2 separate regions of the Arachis hypogaea genome follow, and region 1 is linked to region 2. The links are chromatin contacts, called in public Hi-C maps. All regions are on one chromosome and are shown on one strand. The core of a region is the stretch at or near the end of the contact, and the rest is flanking DNA. Distances in the headings are between cores, read along the strand shown. Region 1 holds the start of LOC112707204 (protein tesmin/TSO1-like CXC 2). Region 2 holds the start of LOC112800837 (lysine-specific demethylase JMJ26).

Region 1 (7,031 bases), core at 239-2,738, 140 kb after region 2:
GAAGATGAAAATACCACAAAACAAAACTGCTGTGTGTGGCCAATATCTCCAGCTACAGACATCGAATCAAAGGTTTGAACGGTGAAAATAAAGAACCAGATGTGTGGAACACACTGTCCAAATTTGAGCTCGATCTAACGGTTAACGAATCTGCAATGACCAATTTACAAAGACATCTCTGTATATGTGCGAAAATGACTTTCTCTCTTCTTTTTTCTCTAGTGTTTGGTGTTGTTCTTGCAAATAAGACCTCTCTCACTTAACCCTAACTCACCTAAGCTACATCAACTATTCATGAACTTGGATACTAAATATTTTGACTTTTTCTCCACATAAAAGGGAGCCCAAAAAACCCAACAAATCTCTCCCTTACAACTATGTGTGGAGATAGGGGTGGAAAAAAGTCAGGTGGTCTGCCAAGACCTGCAGCCTGGCCTGACTTGACCTGTTATAAAATAAGCACAGGTTCAGACTCTTCTATAAGCCTTAATATATTAATAGGTCAAGTCCAAGTTTACTAATTAGCTTTATTGGCCTCTCAAGCCTGTCTGGGCCTATTAATACATAATTAAATATATAAATAATTTTTTTATCATTAATAAAATTATGATATATTTTAAATTTATTATATTTTATTATAAATACTTTTGTATATTTTAAATACATTAAAATTTAAAAATTTTTATAAATATTAAATATGACATATTACCTATAAATATTTTTATTAAAAAAATAATTTTTAAATAATATTTTTGTTTTTGTAAAAAAAATTATCAAGTCTTTTAACAGGCTTCAGGTCAGGCCAAACTTAGTACTTTAAAAAAAAAGTCTATAGTAGGGGCGGAGATTGCCTCTCTACTCCTTATTCCCGTCCCGAGATTTACTCCTCGTTCCCGTCTCCATTTTCTGTCGTAGGAGAATATTGCTTCCTATCTCCATTTCCCACAGAGTTCCATTTTTCACCAAGATTTTTCATCTCTCTGATAATTTTGACTAATTATTAATTTTCATGGGAATAGAGCTGAAAATATTCATCTTATATAAAAATAGCAAGATTTTATACAAAAATCTAAACAACAAGATGTCGATTTCTTTCAAAATGATGCAATGGGAAATGCCACAACGAACTAGAACACAGAGCAGTGGACAAGGTGGAAAACACAACAGCAAAGAGAGGAGAATGAATACGACGACAGAGTTGTGAAAATGAATGCCATGAATATAGAGAACGATACCGTGAGAATAATGAAACGGTGAGAGATGACAATACAGTGAGACAGAAGAGTGATGAGAGAGTAAATGCAAAAAAATTAAATAAAATATGAACGATAATAGCCGTTAAAAATTTATAAATTAAAGAAGAGTGATGTAAATAAAAATTAAAAATTTTAAATCTATATATATAACATGCCAAATGACTAAAAAATATATATAAAAAATAAATTATTAAAAATAATTAAATAAATTTATAAATTTTGAACATTGACAAAAAATCTTCACACTCAGATCTTTATTCGGAATAGTCCCCGCAGAATTCTCGGCGTCTCGAACAGTTTTGCCATCTTTAATCCATGACCACCTTCCTCGTCTTCCTTCTCCTCTTCTCTTTCCATTCTTCTTCTAGTTTCGCTTGATATAAAACTTTTCCCACCGAAACCAGAAAGACAAAGAGAATAATCACCAACACAATTGGAGAAGGAAGAAGAAGAAAGAAAAAGAGAGATGTCCAAGTTTTTGGCTGTGTATTTAAATCGATGAAAAAATAATGAAATTTTCTCGATTTTCTTAACTGTGTATTCTTTCTTTCTTTGTATCCAAATTGTTTTATTGACAGCATTGAGTGTGTCATCCTCTGATGGCACGGATGAAGATGAGATCCAACACCATAACCTTCGTCCTCATCATTACTTTGAGTTTTCTTCTTCGAAGCCTTGGAATGGAGGCGCCAACAACAACAACAACAACAACAATGTTATGGGCGCAACGGTGGTTATTCCTCCTGCAACCAGCGTCCATGAGTTGCTTGAATGTCCCGTTTGCACCAATTCAATGTATCCCCCAATTCATCAGGTTAGGGTTCTGTCCCTAATTTTCATCTTATTCATTTTTTTAAAATTATTTTGAGGTGATTGCTAATTCCTTTTGGTGATGGATTTGAAGTTGGATTGAGTGAATTTTGATGACATGTGTTTTTGAGTATTAATTGAATTTTCTTTGAGTTGGGGGAATGGGTCTTGGAGTTGGTTTTGGGAATTTAGGGTTATGGTTACATTGAGAAAGTGTTGTGTATAGAAGGGCATGTTTGATTTAGTGGAATTGAGCTAAAATAATGATTGCAGTGAGATGCGAGTTCAAGGAGTTTACCATGGTGTCAAAACTTTAATCTAACATTTGTTTATTACTAATAAAATTTGAGCAAAGTGAATTATTTACTGTAGTCCAGTGTTTCATTCTTGTTTAGTAATTGTAAATTTATCAGTAGTCTTTGGTATAAGAAGTTTTTTTTTTTTTTCTTTTTGATATTATAGTTTCTGAAAGTAAGTTTAGTTAGAACTGATTTTACAAAAATGTTTCCATTAGAAGTTGGTATGGAGTAAACTTGATTTATGTTTGATGAATATGTAGTAAGACCTTGGTGAATGAATCCGAGGAGTACTGTGGATGTTCTTTGTTAGTTAAACTCAAGAAAGTACTTTGTACACAACTATATTTTGTTGTTGTATCAGATGTAAGCTTGGGTGGTAAAATGGCAACAAGATAGGATTAGGAATAAATGCATTCAAGACAATGTTGCAGTAGCATCTATTTTAGAAATATGGTAGAATTTGAGTTTACATATTTTTGGGATTTTAGCCTATAGAAGCTCTGGTATTAAAAAGGCCTTGGGTATAATTAAAAGTTTGAAGAAGGATTTGCACAAAACCACCTATTAGGTTTATAGACCATGAGAACATATATTTTATCTGAAGTAGAAGACAATATGAAGTCAGTGTGACCCAAGGGATGCTATGGTTGAAAGCTCTCTGTATCAATTATTGAAAAGTAGTAAAGGATTTACTTCTTCTTATCTATTAGGCTGAGTAAGAAGATTGGAACAGTAAGTTATATGGTTACCTTAGAAGTCATAATAAATGGGAACAAAAAAGTTGAAGATTGGCCTTGGCAAAAATGCCGATTTCATTTATGTCCCCCGTCCCCTAGCTGAGGTCTTTTATGTATAATATGAACTAAAGTAACAGCTAACTCTGAACTACAAATAAAAACTCAAAATGTCAGGAAGATTTATTTGGTTTATCTCCTTTTCTTGTTAAAGAAACTTTGTTAGGAGAAAGGAGAGAGAAAAACCAGCAGAGAGAAATTACTGACTGAAACCTTTAAAGGCGAATAAGCTGGAACCCAAAGAGACTAGAAAAATAAGCCTTTCCCCAAAGTTATGCAGGTATAAATTACTGACCGAAAAACTACCTTAGCAAACTGATGTAATCATGCATGGCGCATGTAAGTAACTAACTGCCTATGTTGTAGTTGGAATGTAGGAATGCATAGCATATGTAGGTGGTTCTTGTTAGGAGATGAAAAAAATGAGAGGGTGAGAGCATTCAGACTGGATTCTGAGGAATATTGATTGTCTAGGATTTCTTATAGACAATCTGTATTGAAGTATATTATTAGTTGACACTTGACACATACTGCAAAATGTCTGTATTTGTGAAGATGTGGAAAATGAAAGTTCCAATAGATTTCTTGCAGTGCCATAATGGGCATACATTAAACAAGGGTGCACAATCGGTGTCCCACTTGTAGACAAGAGCTTGGAGATATTAGGTGTCTGGTGCTGGAAAAGGTGGCTGAATCACTCTAGTTACCTTGCAAGTACTACTCCCTTAGATATCCAGAAATATTTCCATACTACAGCAAGCTGAAGCATGAGACAGAATGCAATTTCAGATCATACAATTGTCCTTATGCTGGATCAGAGTGCTCTGTTGCCGGGAACATTCCTTTCCTTGTTGCACATCTGCACAGGATGCATATTCAACCACCGATATGTAAAATCAAATCCCCATGAAGTTGAGAATGCAACATGGATGCTCATGGTAAGTGTATCAGATTTATTTCTACAGATCATTACCCTTTGTCATATATTTCCACAAATGGATATTAAAATATGACACACAACAGCCCCCCATTGGTTTGTGGTACTTTAATATCTATTGGTGGAAATACTGGGAAGTCATGGAGACATCGAAAATTGGAATCATGCCTAGTGAAATTTGTTAAGATGCTTCATGCCTTCATATGGCTAGTTATGTTTTATCTATTCCTTATATCCTCCCTTTCACTTGGCTGAGCTATGTTTTGGTGCTTATCAATTTAACAACTTTGTTTTTTCCCGCTGTAAGCCTTGCATAGAAGAACATGTATGCAATTCAGTATCCAGATGCTACATCATAGATTTTTAATTTATTCAAAGCCCATTCATCACTTATTAGTTGCCACTTTTAATCACATCTTATATAACATATATTCACAGTAGAGCACATTCAATCTTGGAAGCAATTAATTAATTAATTACATAATTAAAATAAGAAGATTGCAATACAAGTAACTGTAGATATAATAGTATTTCATTTAATGATAGCTTAATATGATTAAATGCAGACACAAATCCGAATTCAAATTGGTAAAAATGTAAATATATACTAATTTAATTATAATAGTATAACTGTATAACTTAGGTACTTAGGTAGTACTTTCCCTGAAAAACAATACGCTGTGGTTAGTAAATGCGAAAAAAAAAAATCCTAAGAAAGAAATTCGGATATAAAAATAAAATATAAAAAATAAAGAAATTAGTAAAGTAATAAAATAATTAACTAATCAAACTTATATTTTTTATAATCTGTGAATGCTATTACTTGACATAAATGTAGTTAAATTTTTATTTTCTTATTTTAAAAATTTAATCCAATATAAATATATGGTATATAAAAAATAACAAAAGAATTAAATAATTCCAAAAGAATTAGAAGTGAACCGTACTATTAAATATAAAAAATGTTTTAAAATAAAAATGAATAAAGATATAAAATGAATTTATAATTTTATTAATTTTCCTATCTTAATTTAAGAATAATTAAAATATTAATTTATTGTTTTATCAATTTTGTTATGGACTTAATCCATTTTTTCTAATGGGATAACCGAATAAGAGAGTGAGAGAGAAAAAAACGAAGTGGAATAATGAGGTAGTCCCCACCAGATAGATAGATAATAAATATCATAATAGTCTCTTCCCGCCTTCTCGCTTCTTCAAAACCTTTCTTTTCTCGTTTAGCATCATCCCCCCTTCATTCTCTCAACAGACTCACAGGAAAACAGAGAGATAAAATTCTACACTCTGCCTCGTTTATAAGGGTCACTCATACAAATTGTTGCATTGTGTGTGTGATATAGCCACGCACAACACTAGTTATGGACACGCCGGAGAGGAACCAGATCAACCCTCCCTTCTCTCGTGTCGAGGTTTTACTTTTACTTCCTCCCATTCTGCCTTTTCTGCATGTCTTTCGTTAAGTTTTCATGGAAAACGTATGTGTGATTTTTCTTGTTTTTGGAATATCTGTTTTATGAATATCTCAACATGCAGTTCAATTTGCAGCAGTGGCGGAACTTGAGGATGATTTTTGGAGGGGCCAAACATGTTAAATTTGTAAAAAGAAAGGATAATTTTTGGAGGGGCCAATATTTTAAATTTGAAATAAAAGAAAAATATTGGATGAGTGACAGAAGTGAGTATCAAAGAGGGTGTAACTTGATTAGTAACACAACATTTGACCAATTAAGCTATTTGTACTTTTTGTAATGGTTTACAAGGCTCTGCCGCTTTTGCAGGGATTGTAAATAGTTTCTTTTGCTTTGCTTTTCGCGTTCTGTCTTTTGCATTTCATAATTATCCTCTTATCAGAGAGCCCCTTTAATTTTATATGGGCTAGGTATTCTATGCACTCATTTGCTGTATTGGTTCATAGTCTTGATTATCTGTTTTTACATGAATTAATCCTTTCAATTAATCTATGTGTAATTATATTTCTTCTCTTTGCTCTTGGCAGGATTCCCCTGTATTCAGTTTTATCAACAGTTTGTCGCCTATAAAGCCCGTGAAGTCTGCCCAGGTTGGTCAAACATTCAGCTCGCTTAGCTTTCCTTCCCCTCCGCGTGCTTTTACTTCATCCAATCTCACCTGTTTCAAGGAATCAAAAGTTCTCAGGAGGTGATATTCAAATGATTTTAATTTTTTCCTTGTTTGATAATTTTTTATTTGCTAATATCTGTATACTGTTCAATGAACCATTTCTGATTGTCACATATTATTCACATCTATAGGCATAACCTTTTTGGGGCATCAAGGCCTGGGTTGTCATCTGAAGATGGTAATAAATTTCAGACAAGTGAAGAGGCTATTGCAGATTCATTTCATCCATATAATAACTCGAGGGAATCTCAGGGAAATTTTCATGATGGAATATCTGTAGTTGATGATTCGATTGCTCTACCTGGTGAGCACACAGACTTCTCAGCTGAGATACTACAGGCCTTAAATTATAATAATTGTGGTAACCCTGGCTCTGATCCTGGTCATGAGGCTAACTCTCTTGAAGTCTTTAATCAGGGGTTGTGTCAATTTGATCCGAAGGGCCAAGAATCAGAGTGTAATTGGGATAATTTAATCTCTGGAGATACTGATTTCTTCGTTTTCAATTCCCCAAATGACGCAGCTTTTAAGGGTATAATGCAGAAACCAGATTCTCATTTTATGTCTCTGGTACCGGAATCTTCCATATATAATGGTCTGAGAGATAGCAAACTTAAAATAGAAGATTATCGTCATGAGCCTTTAGCAATCACAGGCCAAATGCAGGACAAACACTGCGTTGCCATGACTAGCAAAATAAAGGAAAAACCAGATGTTGAGGTAGATAAGTTTGTTACTGTTGTGACGAATTATGCATATTATACTTAGTTGTGAA
Region 2 (7,247 bases), core at 406-2,905:
TGAACAGGTCTTTTTTCCCTTCTGACTTTGGTTCCGTAAAATCATGCTTGTGATTTTCTTGAACCTTTCTTTTCTTCAAAACACCAGAAGTTCTAGAACATTTTGAGGTTTTGTGTGGACTTTTGCCAATAAGCTTATTTGATTGTTCTTTTTTCACAAATGGAACCTCCATTCCTACCAAAGAACCCCTCTCCAGAGTTCCCATAGTTTTTTCTCCCTCTTCTGGCTCTGGCTCCTCATCACTCCCGTTAACAATATTCTCCTCGGCCTTTCTCTTTGAATTCCGGAAAGTTCTTGAGTATCTTGAGTACTGCAGATTATCCTCAGTCTGTTGATTTGACTGTTGTTGTCTAGGAACAGCTACCTCCATTCTTGCTGCAGAATAGACCAAAAATCAATCTCAGATAATTACAACTATTCAACTGTTCTACCCTAGATTATCACTCATTCACCCACGTTAATGGGGTGTATTCACATCATGTGAACAGGCATAACAATGCATAGCAAATTAACAATATGTTGGTATAGCAGACCAATTACTTACCATCAGAACCTCAATCATTATTCATGAACACAACTTTTTTGGGGGGAACAATGTGAACAATTACAACTACGTTTCAGTGGCTAAATGCATAACAATGTATAGAAAATTAGCAAATGTGCTGGTATAAAAGACTAATTAATTACCATCAAGAGGTTAATTATGATTTATGTATCCAAATTATTTTGGGGGAAAAGGACTCCTCTTTTTTCTTTTTTTTTGTTCATGTTTATTAAATACGGTAAATCCATCCTATTGTTAAATTCATCAAGAAATTAACAGGTACAAGAACAATTGATGAATTTCAATATACAGTTCCTTCAGGCAAAGAGATACAACTGAGTTGACTAGAGAGTGAAGTCAACCCAATAAAATCCTTTCAACCAAGAACGCGACTTTGCCCATAAAACATAAACAAAACAGAGAGAGAAAAAATTAGAATTTCGAATTGCATTGCTTTAGTGATCAGTAATTATGCAACAAAGAAACCATCGAACTCGAAATCAACAACGTCCCCAAAAGAGTTTTTGCATGCGTCTTGAATGATTCACGCCGCCGGTAAAACGAAAAATAAATAAAACAAAACGATAAAAAAAACAAAAGAAAACAAATTGAGAAAGGAAGGTAAGGTACCTAATCAAGAAAAGCATGTAAAGAGCGGTAGAGCCGATGAAATCGTTCGAGATTGTAGAATAGAACAGAGCAGTATTAATGGCGTTTGATATGATGAGTAAAGAGAGAGATACGGATTGAAATATTAATTATTCAATCAATAATAATAATTGATTTGATTGATTGATTGCAGAGAGATAGAGAGAGAGAGATTTAAGGGGAAGTCATCCACCGCTTGGCTGAAAAAAAGAACAAGTGCAGAAAGTGTTTGTTTTTTTTTTTTTTTTTACGATAACGATGTGATCCCCCTTATAATGCCGTACAGGTAAACCAATGCAAACATTCGTTCACTCACACTCGCTCACACTCAGATTAGGGCTTTTTGTTTTGGCAACAATCCCAACCAGACAGATTTTTACCGCGAGATGCAAAAGAAAATCTGAAGAATGAATAAAGTAAAAATAGCTATTTTGGATCCTGAAAGATTAGGTGCCGAAAAAATTGATGAAGAATTAAATGAATTTTTTTATATAAAAGATAAAAGATGAATTATATTCAATAAAAATATCTAATAATTAAATTTTAGTCGATTCTGTTTAAAAATATATTAAATTTTAAAATTAGTTTTACGATGAATCATTTTCAATTTTCAATCTTCAACTTCTAACTTTTTGTTGTATCTCTTTCAGATGGTGTTTTGTTATATTTTAGACATAGTTATAAACACTGAAATATGTATCAAAAAGATATAAACACAACATACATGTATATATATATTTTGTGTTTGACAAAGCAAATATGTAAGAAACACAAAATATTAAAAAGTCCATAATACTCCCATCTTCTACGAGTTAAATCCTAAAATAGTCCCTAAGATTCACAAAATGCACCGATTTAATCCCTAACTTTTCAATTGCACTATTTATGTCATCAAAATTGAAAAAAAAATGTACCTATTTGGTCCCTTCTCGTTTTTCTGTCCAAACTGCTTCCTGGCAGCAGTAGTGATGTGGCAATGGATTTCCACGCTAGTACTCAACGATGCCGTTCTCCCCAAACTACTAAATTCATTCAAAGTAGCCTCCACCAAATTGATAGTTTCCATAAACAAAAGCAACAATATCTTCAGAGAAAGAAGAAGAACGATTACTCTTTTTTCTCATGGCCTTCATGTTCCTCTGCTGTTTCTCAAAGCGCTTTCTTCTTGCTTTCAACCTCCTCAACATATGCAACTCCTTCCTCTTCCTCCACTCCTCCTCTGTCTCCGTTAGAAGGAAACATGTTCTTATCAGATTCATTGTGCAAGGCATTGGCATGTTATTAGAGTAACCCCAATATCTTAATTATTATTATTGCTGTTGTTATTATCTTCATCTCTGATGAGGGGCTTTGAGAATGAGAATTCGGACATTGATGTTGTTCTCTTGATCTTCTTTGCTGTTGGGTCCACACCAAAATGACCGTTCATTGACAGACCGAGGCTCAGCTCAATCTCTTGTTCTGCATCTCCATCACCATGGTGATGTTGTTGTTGTAGCTCATGATGGTGATGATGGTTCATGGACATGAACCTTTTTAGCAGATCTCTTGGGAAATCGCTCATGCGAGTTCTGTTGTTCTCTCCTTCCTCAACAACTTGTACCATTGAAGAATTTGATATTAAAACAACAAAAAAAAAGAAAAAAGGTTACCTTTTTCAAGGAAGGAAGAATACCCAGATGGCTTAAAATTCACAAAAACTTGAAAATTGAAGTTTGTTTTTGGTAGGTAACCGAAGATTGGTGATGAACCAAAAGAGAAATAAGGTCGAATTAAATAGTTTTTGTACCCATGCAATGAGTGAAAACGAACAGAGAAGTTCTGCAGTTAGGGTTAAAAAGGGGCTCAGGGACCACATTGGCTTAAACACTTTCAATTGCCACGTCATGTAATCGTTAGACACTCCAGTGTGGCAATCTATTGCCACATCACTACCACCGAAAAGTAATTTGGACGGAAAAACGGGAAAGGACCAATAGGTGCATTTTTTCCAATCTCAAGGACATAAATAGTGCAATTGAAAAGTCAGGAACCAAATCAGTGTATTTCGTGAATTTCAGGGACTACTTTGAAGTTTAACTCCATCTTCTACCTTTGTCATCATCATCACAGAAATTTCACTCTATGACCATTCATTTTTCTTCTCCACTACCATTCATATAGCCAAAAATAAATTATTCAGATATCAAAAAATTTCAATAATTTCACCAATAAATTCAATAATATTAAAAAATAAAAAGATACATAATAAAAAAATTAAATTTTTTTTGGAAAAATAGAAAAATGAAGAAAGAGATAAAGAGAAAGAAGAATGAACAAAAAGCAAAATCAGATAGAACAATAGTAGCAGACTGAAGAGGAAGAGAAAGAGAGGCGATGGTGCGAACTGTGAAGAGGAAAAGAAAGAGAGGTGGTGGCAAGGAGAAAGCAAGGGCAGAAGGGGATCTGAACCAAATAAGAAGGAGGTGACAGATCTGGACCAAGGGAGCGAGGGTATTTTCTCTGTGTAACCGGAGTCGCCTCTGGCCTCTGGACATGTTGGAACTGCATGAGTTCACCAGAGTGGAGCATAGCGACAGCGACAGATCTGGATCTAAACAAGTGGTGGAGAAAGAAAGATGAAAAGAGAAAGGTGCGACAGCAACGGCAGTGACGGTGGTGGAGAGAAAAGGAAGTGACAAAGGAAATAGGAAGAAAGAAAGAGAAAAAATGAGAACGAGGAAGGAGAAAATGAAAAAAGGGGTTAAGATTAAGGGATAAGAATGGTATTTTAAAAAATAATCATAAATAAAAGAGTAAAAATTTATGTCTCATTTAGTGTGTCTTAGTGTCTCATCTTTTTTGAAAGACATCAAATACATGTGTTTTATGTATGTATGTATATTTTCGTGTCTTTAAAAAATTAGTGTCTTAACAAAACAAACCTACTCTTATTTCTTCTTTTAATTTCTCGTATTCTGTTATCTAAAAAAATGGAAAACAAAAAATTCTAAATCTAAATCTATCTCCTTTTTAAATTTGTTCATCCTCCTCCCTTTCTCTTTCTGAATTTAACCTTTTTCTCTATTTAAATCTGACGTTATCGCAATTATTGAAACCTTTTTTGCCATTACTCTTATTGTTATCGTGACTTCTGTTATCTTATTTACAGATATTTTACTTTTTTTCGACAATTATCGTTGCAAAAATATTTACCTTTTCTTTTTTCTGTTTTTCTTTTACAAGTTTTATATGCCACATAGTTTCAATCATATTGGTCTTCAGCATCATTTACGATAATAAAAATTGTCTAGAATTTTTTTTAATATATAGAGCATATAATGTAGTTATTACAAACAGATTTTTGGTTAACTATATTTTTATTTTAATATTTTAATTTGATGACAAATATATCTTTGATAATTGTTCTATTCTTTAGTATTAGGTTAATGCCTTTTCAATGAACTTGAAAAGAATTTTTTGGTTTTTTATTGTCCTCATTTAGTCTAATGGCCATTGTCTTCTCTTTCTTGGCTCACAATTGATGCATTTCTTCGTGTATGAGTGTCGTCAAGTCAATATTATTGCTCTTAAAATGAACTCATGGTTTTCTTAATCTCTAAGGCCAGCATAATGTAATTCTTCTGGTAATTAGATTCTTTAAGATGAAAATATTACTATTTTGCGCCTTGATTCTAGAGTGACAAAAATGCCTCTTGAAAATGTATCATCCTCTTCCTCTTCAAAAAAATTCGTCCTTGAATTTATATATATATATATATATATATATATATATATATATATATATATATATATATATATATATATATATATAAATTGAATACACTAAACACAACTGAACCATAATACTTACCATTAAATTTAATTTTGTTAGAATTATCATTAATAATCTCTAACACATGGAATGGATTATCTTATCTTTTCTCCAACAAGTGTAGTTTTCCTCTAAATAATAAGAAGCTTCTCTTTTCTCTAATGAATTCAAACCCAATCTCCTAATTCAATGACCATATTTTGATGACTCTTCTTTGTCCATTATATAGTAGTTATGTCTTTCTTGTTGACTATGTTATGAGTCTTCATAACTGCAAGTTTAATCTTTTCATCCTTATTTTCACCATCTAAAATAACATCATTACTCAAAGACAAAAACATTAAATTCAAAATAGTCAGATAGTTAAAATGATTCAAATATTCACAAGGATAATAACCAATAAAATTATAAAGAATCTCAATGTCTCACAAATAATTAACCAAAACACTCTTAACATGTAAGATATGATCATCCAAGTAACTAGCATAAATTAACACATAATCAACCTCTTTTAGAAATAACTCAGTATATGTGTGAAATCTTCAAAATTTTGACATGCAATTAAATGTGCAATTATACCAAATCTGTCCACAACAAGAATAATGATATGTTTATGTTTTCTAATCTTAAACAAGTCAAATAAAAAATCCACAGAAATATCCATCTATGTATGAGTAGGAATAAGTAAAAAGATGCACAAAAATATGTAGCAACACTAGAGATTTAGCTTGCTTAAATGCAATGTAATAATGTAAATTCTTTCTACACCCTTATGTTTATGTAGCCAATAAAAATATATAGATAACAAATTTGGTATTCTTTTTATTTCACTATGACATTTTAAATCAATATTCTCACAAGTAGCATACATAAAATGAAAAATAGATTTAGTTGCATAAAAATTTATTCATATATCTAAATACGAACAACTTAGGAGTAAGAGTAGTAATTAGATCATACTTTTCGGACAATTTATTAATAACCACATTGTCATTATCTTGTTAAATTATATGTAAAAATTAATCAATTAACTCAGTCTACTTTAAATGCCTCTTGTTCAAGATCTCTTGAACTATAAAATATAAAACATACAGCATTATCATACATTGAGTACTTAAATCTTGCTCCATGTAATTACTCATTAAAGTATAGAATTAGTTACTTTTTCTTTCTTTCCATTTATATTAATGTCTTCAAAATTTATCGCAAACCTACAAAACTTAAAAATGTGTCATGAAAACACTATGTAATTCATGATTAATTTCAATATGAGAAATTGAAGACGTTTTGGACTTCATTAACATTAATACATTTTTGTCTAAACTACTACTTTTTAGGCCCTTCTCACAAGTGTGTTAATTACTCTTAGTTTTTTGTTTCTCTCATTGTCTTCTCCTTCTCACTATTCTCTTTCTTTCTCTCAAAACTATCTCTTTGACTCAAACATATACTCTTTTCACCCAGACACTCACTCTTTTTGCCACTTTCTTCTTCTTAAAATTTTTCAAGTACACATCTCCACTTATAGCATACTCAACAAATGCTTTCATTACTAGACTTGAAGAAGAATTGAAGATAGGTTTAGACGAACTATTCTTCTTATGTTATTCTATATGATTCTTCTTGAAATCTACAACTATAAATTTTGTCTTATCATCATATTTTGCTTCTTTAAAATTCATATAAAATTGAAGTCTGAAGAAAGCCAAACTAGCATAAATTGCTACTGTTTCTTCATCTTAATGACCAAATTCACTAGATCATCCATTGATGCATAATGGTAAAGTTCAACCTCATTTTTATTTTCTTGGTTTAATCCAACCAAAAGTCACCTCATAAGAATTTTACGATTTTTTTAATATTATCCTTACTCATCAAATTCAATAACTCCTTGTGGTACTTTTTTTTATATAGATTTTGATATTTGTTTTAACTTACGGAGCTTTCCAAAAAATTTCTGACATCATCATGATGGCACAAATAGTTTCTTATGATTTTTTTATCTTTTTCTCAGGTGCAAATTGACTTTTACCGTACTTTCTTTTAAATCTACCTAACTCATTCTACCAAACACGTGCATCGTTTGAAATTTGGTTTTTACCAATCTGATCTTTTTCTTTAAAAGATTGGAACATCCAAAAATCAAATATAACTTTTTTTTATTGGAAATAAGCTTCAACATTATTCCTCCCTTTCAAAGTAGGAATTTTCATCATAAAAATATTTCTCTCATATGAGATT

The links. Hi-C and Micro-C count contacts between places; a contact is called where the count stands out from the background.
Region 1: a contact with region 2 is called in a Hi-C map of leaf, with 2.1 times the contacts expected there. The contact joins the promoter of LOC112707204 here to the promoter of LOC112800837 in region 2. A contact is called at or near these places in 2 of 8 Hi-C or Micro-C datasets (both in leaf).

Annotation. Positions count from the first base shown.
Region 1 is chr1:24,206,081-24,213,111 of arahy.Tifrunner.gnm2.J5K5, forward strand. It overlaps LOC112707204 (protein tesmin/TSO1-like CXC 2), which reads left to right and starts at 1,489. Exons shown (of 11, transcript XM_072223829.1): 1 at 1,489-2,070; 2 at 3,740-4,097; 3 at 5,458-5,526; 4 at 6,114-6,274; 5 at 6,388-6,976. The coding sequence starts at 3,927.
Region 2 is chr1:24,066,236-24,073,482 of arahy.Tifrunner.gnm2.J5K5, forward strand. LOC112800837 (lysine-specific demethylase JMJ26) reads right to left here and starts at 1,656. Exons shown (of 13, transcript XM_025843247.3): 1 at 1,175-1,656; 2 at 1-375. The coding sequence starts at 370.